2 separate regions of the Macaca mulatta genome follow, and region 1 is linked to region 2. A link is a contact called in public Hi-C data. All regions are on one chromosome and are shown on one strand. The core of a region is the stretch at or near the end of the contact, and the rest is flanking DNA. Distances in the headings are between cores, read along the strand shown.

Region 1 (5,889 bases), core at 97-2,596, 160 kb before region 2:
TCTTGAGAAAAAGGTGCTTTCTTATAACTTACACCAGAGTGTCCAGTCTTTTGGCTTCCCTGGGCCACACTGGAAGAATTGTCTTGGGTCACACATATAATACACTAGCACTAATGATAGCTGATGAGCTAAAAACAGTAAAAATAAAATCGCAAAAAAATTCATGTTTTCAGTTTACAAATTTGTGTTGGGTCGCGAGTTGGACAACCTTGTCTTACACAAAGCAGCATATGGGCCAGTGGCAACCTGCTTACATAAAGGGTTATGAAGGTCTGGTTCATGACAACAAACTTCATGGCCCATACAAAGTTATTCATTTTACTTTCGACTACCTACCCTATGAACTACACCCAATGGGATACTAACCTCAAGCATGGCAGCTCCTACTGGATTAGCCCTAAATAGGCTTAACCCTAAATAATCAGTGACCACTGTCCAGGTCAGAGGCTAACCCTGGGCTGCAGATGCAATGAAACCCCTCTAGCAAGCAGAGGCTGGTCTACGACATGGGACGGGAGAGGCAGAGATACACCTTAGCAGACGCCAGGAGGCAAGTTTGGGAGTTCTCAGCGTCAGGAAAACAACCAGAACGTCTCTGTCAGTATCTGCTTATGCCTACAGTATCCCAAACTCCCAATTTTCCTGGTAGTGGGGCAGACAGGTCATCTGGTCACAATACCCGTTAATTACGGAGTAAAGGGATGGGCAACAGGCTTCTCACCTTAAGAGTCACGTGGAGAGAAATGTTCAGGCACAAGGGACTTAAAATGAGAGGTAGAGGGTGGATGTAGGAGGTGTAGGTCTTCCCCGAGAGCGAACTAGCCCAACCGGAGAAAAGGTTTTAGGTCCCTGGTAAGGGAGGAGGCCTCAGTCCCCGACGTCTCTTACCGCCTACACTGGACGAGGGTTTGGCGTGATTAGAGGCGAAACACACTCTCCCACCCCAGCTGACCGCAGCGCCGTGCGCGGCCGGGGGCCCCAGCCGGACAGACCGGCGAGGGTGCGGCGGCGCCCTGTGCCCACCCCCGCCCCACCCCAGGAGCCCCGCGGGCCCCGCAGCGCCCCTCCTCCGCCCAGCGCCGCCCAGCCCGCCCGCCCGCAGCAGCAGCAGCAGCAGCGCCCCGGGCTCGACCTCGCTGCCGAAGGCCAGCTTGGCGGAGGCGGCGGCCAGGGCCCCGAACGCGCCGGCGCACAGGCAGTTGAATACGCCCCAAAAGCGGCGCCGCATTGCACCCGCCTGGAGGTGCGGAGGGAATTCCGCAGGGGTGTCGGGGTAGGCGGTCGCAGACACGGCGCCGCCCGGAGGCCGCGGCCTCTCGGCCATGTTGCCCGCTGCCACCGTGCCTGGCGCCAGCCGCCAGCAGGACCGAGCGCGCGCCACGATTGGACGGCAGCCTCACGTGACGCGGCGCTCCCGTGACGCGGCGCTCCCGCAGGCACTTTGGGAATCGCTCCCCGGCGCCTCGGAGGGGGCGGGCCAGGGGGCGTGGCAGAGCCTCAGGGCTATGGTGGCCTCAGGCTTACTCTGTAGTAGGTTTGTGCTTCCCGAGAGGACGCCGGGACCCGAGGCCTAAGGCCGAGCCGGGTACTGTGGACGCTGTGGTAGTAGGTAAACATCTCGCGGCTTAGCCGTCTCCATCCCGGCCACCGGGTCCCGGTGAAAGTTATTAAAGATGCCGAACGGGCCCCGCCTCGGCCCACCGAGTCCATACAGGTCGACCAGGCCTCCTCCGCTCCACCCTCCAGCCTGAGGACGCCGTACCGAGATCTTCGGCAGAGGGCGCTGGGTACCGTTAGACCCAGAAAGACGCCAGAGCCCCAGATGGGGACAAGCGCATCACAGAAAACCAAAAAATGCGGATCCGCGATGAGAGGAAGATAGTAATCCATAATCAAGCCACGCAGAATCAACATGACTTCTAATCTCCTATTGCACTTACATGTTTAAAATGTTTACGGCCGGGCGTGGTAGCTCACGCCTGTAATCCCAGCGCTTTGGGAGGCCTAGGCGGGCGGATCACCTGAAGTTGGAAGTTCCAGACCAGCCTGACCAACATGGAGAAACCCCGTCTCTACTAAAAATACAAAATTAGCCAGGCGTGGTGAGCATGCCTGTAATCCCAACTACTCGGGATGCTGAGGCAGGAGAAGCGCTTGAACCCAGGAGGCGTTGGTTGTGGTGAGCCCAGATCGTGCCATTGCACTCCAGCCTGGGCAACAAGAGTGAACTCCGTCTCAAAAATAGAAATAAAATGTTCCCATTTAAAAATTACATTCCCTTGAAAATAAAGTGGTGTTGAAATGTATAAAGTGCTGTTGCAACTCTCCAGGAAAATCAATGTTAATAGAGCATTTTTCTATATGTCTATTGTTATATACAGTTAAAGTGTTTTAAAAAATTATAGAATGTATATGCATTTTTTAAACAAAAATTATTTCGCAGTTGAACATACTGATCAGCAGCATTCTTTTTGTATCTTATGTTTAGCAACTTTTTATGGAAGTCCTTCCACACTGTGCTGCTTCTCTCACAGGGTGGTTTTGTGGCTCAAATAAAAGCACGGATAAGGCTGAGCGCGGTGGCTCACACCTGTAATCCCAGCACTTTGGGAGGCTGAGGTGGGTGACTATGAGGTCAGGAGTTCAAGACCAGCCTGGTCAAGATGGTGAAACTCCATCTCTACTAAAAGTACAAAAAAAAATTAGCCAGGCATGGTGGCAGGCACCTGTAATCCCAGCTACTCGGGAAGCTGAGGCAAATAATTGCTTGAACCTGGAGGCAGAGGTTGCAGTGAGCCGAAATTGCACCACTGCCTTCTAGCCTGGGTGACAGAGTAAGACTCTGTCTCAAAAAAAAAAAAAAAAAAAAAAAAAAGCACGGGTAATTTCAGTAACGCCGATATAGTACAAACTGTCCCATTTTGCAGATGAGGAAATAGGCTCAGAGGTCTCACTGCACCACTCCATTGAGTAAAGAGCTGCTCAAAGATGATACCCTCTGAAAGCTCTTATGAGGAAATCAAGAGGTGTTGCATTGATCAACTCTGCATGCATTAAGAATGTAAAGCGAATTTTCTTAGAACAAATGATGCCTCTACTAGTACTAAAGGTTAAGCATCTCAGAGCCACCTCCTCTGTAAAGCCGTCTCTGCTACTCCCCTACCTTCATACCAGTCCTGTGGTTGTTCCTCTGGTTGTCTGTCTCTCTGCTAGCCTGCAAGCTCCTTGAGGGCAGGGACTATATCGTTGTTAATCTCCGGGTCCCCAGCCCTGGTGATGATGGGCTAAAGTGATGCCATCCTCAGACACTGCTGAGAAGTGATTTCTGCCTCTTCGAAACTACTGTGTACACACATCACCTAGGGATCTTGCTAAGATGAAGATTCTGATTAGGTCTACAGCTAGACTGAATTTTGTTTGTTTTTAGAGGGACACAGGGTCTCTGTCACCGAGGCTAGGGTGCAATGGTGTAATCATGGCTCACTTCAGCCTTGAGCTGCCAGGCTCAAGCCATCCTCTCCATTCAGCCTCCTGAGTAACTAAGACTACAGGCATGTACCATCAAACCCAGACAATTTTTTCTTTTTCTTTTTTTTTTTTGAGACAGGGTCTTGCTTTGCCAGCCTGGCGTACAATGGCGGATCATAGCTCACTGCAGCCTCAACCTGCTGGGCTCAAGTGATTCTCCCACTTCAGCCTCCTGAGTAGCAGGGACTATGGGTGCATCATGCCTGGCTAATTTTTGTATTGTTTTGTATAGACAGGATTTGACATGTTGCCCAGGCTGGTCTTGAACCCCTGAGTTCAAGTGATCCACCTACTTTGGCCTCCCAAAATGCTGGGATTATGGGCATGTGCCACTGCACCCCAGCCCCCAGCTCCAAAAATTAGATTCCGGCCCTCCAACCCCACAACAGGACCTAATTAACCTCACCTTCAAGGTGTACAATAATAGAGGCAGCCAAGTAGCAATGTATTTCTGAGTTGCAATTACTTGCCTCCACTGTGAGAGAAACCCCAGCCACATCTCCAGCACGCAAGAACTTCAAAACGTCTGAACCACAGTGGCCAGGCATTCCTTCAGGACTGCCTCTCCCAGGATCTTGCTTCAAGTGCTGGAAATCTGGCCACTGGGCCAAGAAATGCCCAAAGCCCGGGATTCCTCCTAAGCCATGTCCCAACTGTGCAGGACCCCACTAGAAATCGGACTGTCCAACTCGCCCGGCAGTTGGACACTCCCAGAGCCCCTGGAACTCTGGCCCAAGGCTCTCTGACTGACTCCTTCCCAGATCTTCTCAGCTTAGCAGCTGAAGACTGATGCTGCCCGATCGCCTTGGAGGACCCCTGGACCGTCATGGACACCGAGCTTCGGGTAACTCTTACAGCGGAGGATAAGTGCATCCCCTTCTTAATCAATACAGAGGCTACCAACTCCACATTACCTTCTTTTCAAGGGCCTGTTTCCCTTGCCTCCATAACTGTTGTGGGTATTGACGGCCAGGCTTTTAAACCTCTTAAAACTCCCCAACTCTGGTGCCAACTTGGACAACATTCTTTAATACACTCCTTTTTATTTATCCTCACATGCCCAGTTCCCTTATTAGGCGGAAACATTTTAACCAAATTATCTGCTTCCCTGATTATTCCTGGACTACAGCCACATCTCATTGCCACCCTTCTTCCCAACCCAAAGCCTCCTTTGCGTCTTCCTCTTGTATCCCCCCACCTTAACCCACAAGTATGGGACACCTCCACTCCCTCTCTGGCAACTGATCACACGCCCATTACTATCCCATTAAAATATAATCATCCTTACCCTGCTCAACGCCAGTATCCCATCCCACAACAGGCTTTAAGGGGATTAAAGCTTGTTATCACTTGCCTGCTACACAGCATGGGCTCCTAAAACCTATAATCTCTCCTTACAATTCTCCCATTTTACCTGTTCAAAAAGAGGACAAGTCTTACAGGTTAGTTCAGGATCTGTGCCTTATCAACCAAATTGTTTTGCCTGTCCACCCCGTGGTGCCAAACCCGTACACTCTTTTGTCCTCAATACCTTCCTCCACAACCCACTGTTCCGTTCTTGATCTTAAAGATGCTTTTTTCACTATTCCTCTACACCCCTCGTCCCAGCCTCTCTTTGCTTTTACCTGGACTGACCCTGACACCCATCAGTCCCAGCAGCTTATCTGGGCTGTACTGCCACAAGGCTTCAGGGACAGCCCTCATTACTTCAGCCAAGCTCTTTCTCATGATTTACTTTCTTTCCACCCCTCCGTTTCTCACCTTATTCAATATATTGATGACCTTCTACTTTGTAGCCCCTCCTACTCAACAAGACACCCTCCTGCTCCTTCAACATTTATTCTCCAAGGGGTATCAGGTATCTCCCTCCAAAGCTCAAATTTCTTCTCCATCTGTTACCTACCTCAGCATAATTCTTCATAAAAACATACATGCTGTCCCTGCCGATCATGTCCGATTGATCTCTCAAACCCCAACCCCTTCTACAAAACAACACCTCTCCTTCCTGGCCATGGTTGGATACTTTCACCTTTGGATACCTGGTTGTGCCATCCTAACAAAACCATTATATAAACTCACAAAAGGAACCCTAGCTGATCCCATAGATCCTGAATCCTTTCCCCATTCCTCTTTCCGTTCCTTGAAGACAGCTTTAGAGACTGCTCCCACACTAGCTCTCCCTGACTCATCCCAACCCTTTTCATTACACACAGCTGAAGTGCAGGGCTGTGCAGTTGGAATTCTTACACGAGGACCAGGACCATGCCCTGTAGCCTTTTTGTCCAAACAACTTGACCTTACTGTTTTAGGCTAGCCATGATGTCTCCGTGCAGTGGCTGCCACCACCCTAATACTTTTAGA
Region 2 (6,072 bases), core at 69-2,568:
TTTTCTATTGTCTTTGTAAGTTTTCTATTCTCTTTGTACCTCAGTTCCCTCACTTAAAAACTATACATAGGCCTGGCGCAGTGTTTCACGCCTGTGATCCCAGCACTTTGGGAGGCCAAGGCAGGCGATTCACCTGAGGTCAGGAGTTCGCGACCAGCCTGATCAACATGGTGAAACCCCGTTTCTACTAAAAATACAAAATTAGCTAGGTGTGGTGGCACATGCCTGTAATCCCAGCTACTCGAGAGGCTGAGGCAGGAGAATCGCTTGAACCCGGGAAGCAGAGGTTGTGGTGAGCCGAGATCGCGCTGTTGCACTCCAGCCTGAGTAACAAGAATGAAACTCCGTCTCAAAAAAACAAAAAACAAAACAAAACAAAAAAACAAAAACCCTACACATAATACGCTGTTGTGAAGATTAAATCAATTAGCACAAATGCTTCAAATAGTGCCTGGTATACAGTAAGTGCTAAATAAATGTAGTTTAAAATATTACCACCAAAATCTGCTTATGCACTTATCGTCCTACACAAGACTGGAAGCATGTTTACATTTGGCAGTCTCCGGCGTCACTCTTTTGTAGCCTCACTCCTGAATTCGGTGTAATGTTTGGCATGTAATGGATAGTAACCCTTCATTGGGAGGCATTAAGGTTTGCATACATGCTATCACATACAACTGTCAACTGGGCTTTGTGAAGAAGCAAGGAACAGACTTCTACACAGTACTTTAGAGATTTCTGTACCCTCCAGAATTGTAACTCAGGTCTCAAGACTCCAAACGAGCGCACTTTACACTATGTGCCGTCTCCTATAAAAACAGGCTCTAAACAAGTTTCGGAGCTACAGGATAGGCCGGGGAAAGAAACTGGTATCTGAACTGAGAATTCTGATCCCCAGGATCTCGTTTCCTGACATGGGTCCTAGGTCTTCATCATCCATCCATCCTTCACTCACTCATTCGTTCACTCACTCTGCCATTTTTCTAGGCATCTCCTCTGTGCTGGGCACTGTGCTGGGCCTTGGGGTCTGCAGTGCTGAGGCTGCAGGTTGGGCGAGCCGAGCCGCCAGGAGTGTCCCAGGTTCGGGCGGCACGCGTAGGCAGCAACTTAGGGAGGATCGAGGCCGGGGCTGACTTCCCAAATAACCCTCCAGCCCGCCGCCCCAGCCGTGGCTCACCGGTGTCCCCTCTTTTCCCTTCCCTGGGTCCCAACCCGCTCACTGTGAGATCCAGGGACTCCCCGCGGAGCGGCGCGGGCGCTCCCGGAGGTTCACGGGAGCCAGGACATCAGCCTTAACTTCTGAAACCGGAAGAGTGGTGGCGCAGCCGGTAGTGCGTCAGCAGCGGGCTCGCGCGGCCATTCTCTGATTCTCTAGGAAGCGGGAGGAACAGCTCTATGGGACCCTAGAAGAAGGCGTTCCCTCCAAGCCCAGCCTGTAACTCCAGCCTTGTTTCCCGTCAAGCCCAGTCGCTTTACTGATATCCCATTAACAACTATCTTGGCCTGAAACACAGTGGCTACCTCAACCCTCAGGAAAATTGTATAGGGAGACGTTGGGATGGAAAGGATGCTGGGTAGGAGCCGGAATGGGCCATCTCAACAAGAAACTAGTATATTCTATCTGCTTAAAATAAGTCTCTATTAAGAACCTTGAGTGATGCCCTGTTATGTTAGAATAAAGGACAAACTCCCAATCTAGGCCCACACAAACTGACCTCAATATCAACGTCTCTTGGTTGCCTATCATATACATTCTGTTCTAACGTTACTGAATTCCCATTGGCCCCCTGAAATCCCTTGCCTGTTCCTGACTCTAGATCTTTTCCCCAGGATTTTCCCTTTGGAATAATCTCCCTTCCTTCTAACTGCTCTCCCTAACCGCAGCTATCCAATTTATCCTGGTTCTTCAAATCCCAATGCCAATTCTCAATTGACCACCTAGACGGTTGCCCTTATGGGTCTTTACAGTCACATATCACTATTAATTATTCTAGCTCTAGCTAACCTTCTATTCAGTGCCCTGCTAAATGCATACACTTGTACTTCTTTCATAGGTATCGTTAGGAAGATACACACAAGTAGCATCCCACCCAAGGACAACTGTGAAAGACCCAATCAGTTCATCTTTATACAACTCTACTCAGCTATATGGAGCTATTACTTATCATTATATCTCAGTGTTTAGCACAATGATTGGTAGAGAAGGTATTCAATAAATAAATACTTGTTGAAATCATTAATCAGATACAGGTGAAATTTAGATTATTTGCATTTTTGATAAACTGAAAAATGAGGATGCCATAGATTAAATCCAGAAAGCAAGCTCTCTGCACATCTGAAAGGAAGTACCACCTAGCTGGCATATTCCCATTTCTTCAGCTCACTCTATCCAGTTGTTATCTCCCTTGGTAGAATGTAAGCTGTTTGAAGGCAGGGGCCTTTTGTGTTTTGTTCATACTGTATCTCTAGCACCTAGAGCACTGGCTGACATACTAGGCGTTCAATCAATATTTAATGAATGACTTAGTCACCATCAACTTCCAACAAGTTACAGGAAATAGTTATTCCATATAGATGTATATTGCTTGTTTGAGAGCTAAAACTGCTGGAAAATTATCTTTCTTCCCCCACATTACCTAAAATATGTACTCCAGAGATGAATATTGCTTCCCTGTGAGAAATAGAAACTCCTTCTAAATCATATTTACCTTACCCGCCAAAAGAGATTATATGAAGGTATTTTCCGGGGCAGGGGTAGTTTTGGGGGGAGAGGGGAGGGGAAACAGGTGAAGAAGGGGAGGCGGCAGGGAAGGTGATAGGGGCCTGGTGGGGGAATCTGGTGGAGCTGGGATCCCCAGGCTCGGTCCAGAGGAAGCAAGGCTGCGATCGCTGAGCAATCCGAGGGCACAGGATGCACCAGAGGATGGGCGGACTCGCCCTTTCCTGCTGGGCCACAGGTGTCCTGGATGAGGCCGCCCCACGCGCCCCCAACGATTTTATAATCAATGGATAAAGTGGGAAAAATGTGGAGTAACTTCAAATACAGGTGTCAGAATCTCTTCCTTCATGAGGGAGGAAGCCGTAGTGAAAATGTTGACATGAACTCCGACAGATGTCTGTCTGTCAAAGATGTCAAAGAGAAAAACATCAGCATAGGAGACTCAACTCTTCAGCAACAAAGCAGTCCCTCGAGAGAAAATGTTGCCTTACAACTGGGATTAAGCCCTTCAAAGAATTCTTCGCCGGGCATGGTGGCTCATGCCTGTAATCCCAGCACTTTGGGAGGCCAAGGCGGGCGGATCACGAGGTCAGGAGATTGAGACCATCCTGGCTAACACGGTGAAATCCCGTCTCTACTAAAAATACAAAAAAAAAAAAAAAAAAAAAAAAAAAAAAAAAAAAAATTAGCCAGGCGTAGCGGCGGGCGCCTGTAGTCCCAGCTACTCGGGAGGCTGAGGCAGGAGAATGGTGTGAACCCGGGAGGCGGAGCTTGCAGTGAGCTGAGACTGCGCCACTGCACTCCAGCCTGGGTGACAGAACGAGACTCCATCTCAAAAAAATTGTGTCATTATGAACACAAAGTTAGAGTTCGCTGGTTAGAATGAGAACCAGTCAAGGCAAAGTAAACGCTCCTGTACCCAAAGGGTGTTAACTAGGTCCGCTTTCATGTGCATCAGACAGTACACCTACAGCAAACACACGTAGCAGTGTTAGGTTTTATCATACAGTATGTAAGCTTAGTGTTAGTATCTGTCAGATGCGACCTGCTGTTATTTATTCAAATAAATATGGTGCCTATTGGAACAACAGAGGATAGAGCTACAGGTGTTCAGTAAGACTACAAAAACACTTTGATGATTTCTCTAACAGTTTGGTTTTTAATGGCTGTAGTATTTGAGTGAGGCAACTCTGGGGCATTTGTTATGAAGAATTCTACTTCTTACTGAAGAACAAATTATTAATATTGGATGAGTATTTCAATAGTGTGACTAATGTTTGAAATTATTTTTTCTAAGAGATTTTCTATAATCTTCCAAAAGTAGTGATATTTGTAGTCACTATAAATCAAGTTTTGGAAGTCAAAAAAATAATAATAAAAGACTGCCTTCATTTTAGGAAAAAAAGCAGTTTTCTGGCCACAAGGGCATAGTGCAGTTCATTTAGGTGTTGATGTAGTTTATAATCAGATGCCTTTTCTCTTCTGCAAAAGATACTGTTAAGTAAACCAGATTTTCTAAATAGTCATTCTTAAAATTTCAGACTTACAAAGCTCGTAGTAGAATTTTATTGGAAGACCCCAGGTTTTTTTCTTTTTTTAATGAGTGCTTTAACTTAAAACAGGCATTTGAAACATCTGCTGCAATGTAGTCTTGCATGTGATTTTTTAAAGTTGATGTGCAGTCTAATTGTTTCATAATTTTTTGATCTTTTCCTATATCCAGAATGATTTTGTGAACCACGAAGTACATGAGACTAAAAAATGCCCAAACAAGTCAGATAATAATAGCTACAATGGTTGCTGATGTTGAGATTATTGTTGAACTGTAATTAATAATTTGGATGGCAGTATTTATCTCTTTTTTGTACACTCCCATAGCTGAATTGCTTAAGTATAATTTATAGAATTTCAGTGCAGTTAATTCTTAATGGAAAATCAGAAACCTAAATTGCAGATTTAAAAAGTACTGTACAACCATTATATCTGTAAATACCTTAGCACTTTTTTATCACTTAGAATAATATGTACTACTATGTGAGTGAGCTCTTTTGGAAGTTATATCAAGTTCTAGTGTTTGTTTCTTAGTAACTGAACTGAATTTCCAGTTCTGTCCTAGACATTTTGCACTAAAGTAGCCAAATACATTCTTGTGCCTTTTTGTTATGGTGCTCCATACCACTGGTGAGCGCTCCATAGTTTCCTTACCTGCTGCTACAGAATGTTATTTTACATCCCTATGGCTATCGCCAAGGCTACAAAAAAGAAAAGCTATATTTGTATGCAAAAGCTATATTGTGTTGCATACAAATATAGCACACATTTGCATTTGCTTATCCATTTCTCCCTTTCTTTCTAACATTCCATCACCGTCTTACAGACAAGGGTAACAGGCTTATAGAGTTTGACTCAACCAGTGTTACATAGTTTGTACATTACAGAATCAGGTCAGAAAGCTAGAACTTTGAATTTCAAGCCTAGTGAAGGCTACAGCAGACAATGCTCTTTCCTTTTCATCATTTCAGTTGTCCTTGTCTAAATTTTCTCCTTTTTCCCCACACCATCTCTAAGGGAGTCAGAACTACATCCACGAATTTTAGATCCACTGGCCACCAGTTTAACAAGGATACTCATGGCAAGTACTGCAAGTAGCCCATAAAATATCTATTCTCCTCATCCTCCTTACTAACCAAACTGAATTTTGTTCAGAGTGGCACTGTGCCCAGATTTCTCAAGTTCTTTCTCAGCTAAAGCTGGCCACATGATACATCTCTAGCCTCTGGTTGATGGATTGGCAAACTGTGGGCCAAATCCAGCCCATTGCTTGTTTTTCAAAATAAAGTTTTACTGGAACACAACTATGCTCATTCATTTATTTTCTGTCTATTGCTACTTCCACACAACAATGGCGAAATTAAGTAGTTGTGACAGAAATCATATGACTCTCAAAACCTAAAATAATCACTAGCCTTCTGTTAAGGACCAACCCCTGCTGCAGTGAAATCCAAGTTTTGGTAGCTCAGTTGCCCTCCCAAAGCATACTACAGGACACACTCACTGCATAGAAATATATGTTAGTTCCTATGCATGGTCCTTCTAATGGTAACTTAGTCTCCCTTCTTAAATAAAGAAGCAACATAAAGTTTGGTGTAGAGTATATTTAGTGGAATTATTAGTTGCCAAATTCAACATGCATTTTCTCCCCTTTTTCTTCCTGTCAAAACCCCATTTTGTTTAGTTATCTACCCTTCCTCCATGCAGCCATGGTCATCATGGAAACATAATCCCAACTCCAAAGGGCTCTCTTGATTCACTTAAGAGTAATGAAATTCCCCTTGCCTGTGACTGCCTCAGAA

What was found. Hi-C and Micro-C count contacts between places; a contact is called where the count stands out from the background.
Region 1: a Hi-C map of fetal cortical plate shows a contact between it and region 2, with 4 times the contacts expected there. The contact joins the promoter of TMEM42 here to the promoter of ZNF502 in region 2. A contact is called at or near these places in 3 of 14 Hi-C or Micro-C datasets (CD4 T cells, fetal cortical plate and liver).

What each region holds. Positions count from the first base shown.
Region 1 is chr2:108,194,608-108,200,496 of T2T-MMU8v2.0, reverse strand. It overlaps TMEM42 (transmembrane protein 42), which reads right to left and starts at 1,346. Exons shown (of 3, transcript NM_001194661.1): 1 at 1,133-1,346. The coding sequence starts at 1,324.
Region 2 is chr2:108,033,815-108,039,886 of T2T-MMU8v2.0, reverse strand. It overlaps ZNF502 (zinc finger protein 502), which reads right to left and starts at 1,318. Exons shown (of 4, transcript XM_028844025.2): 1 at 1,178-1,318.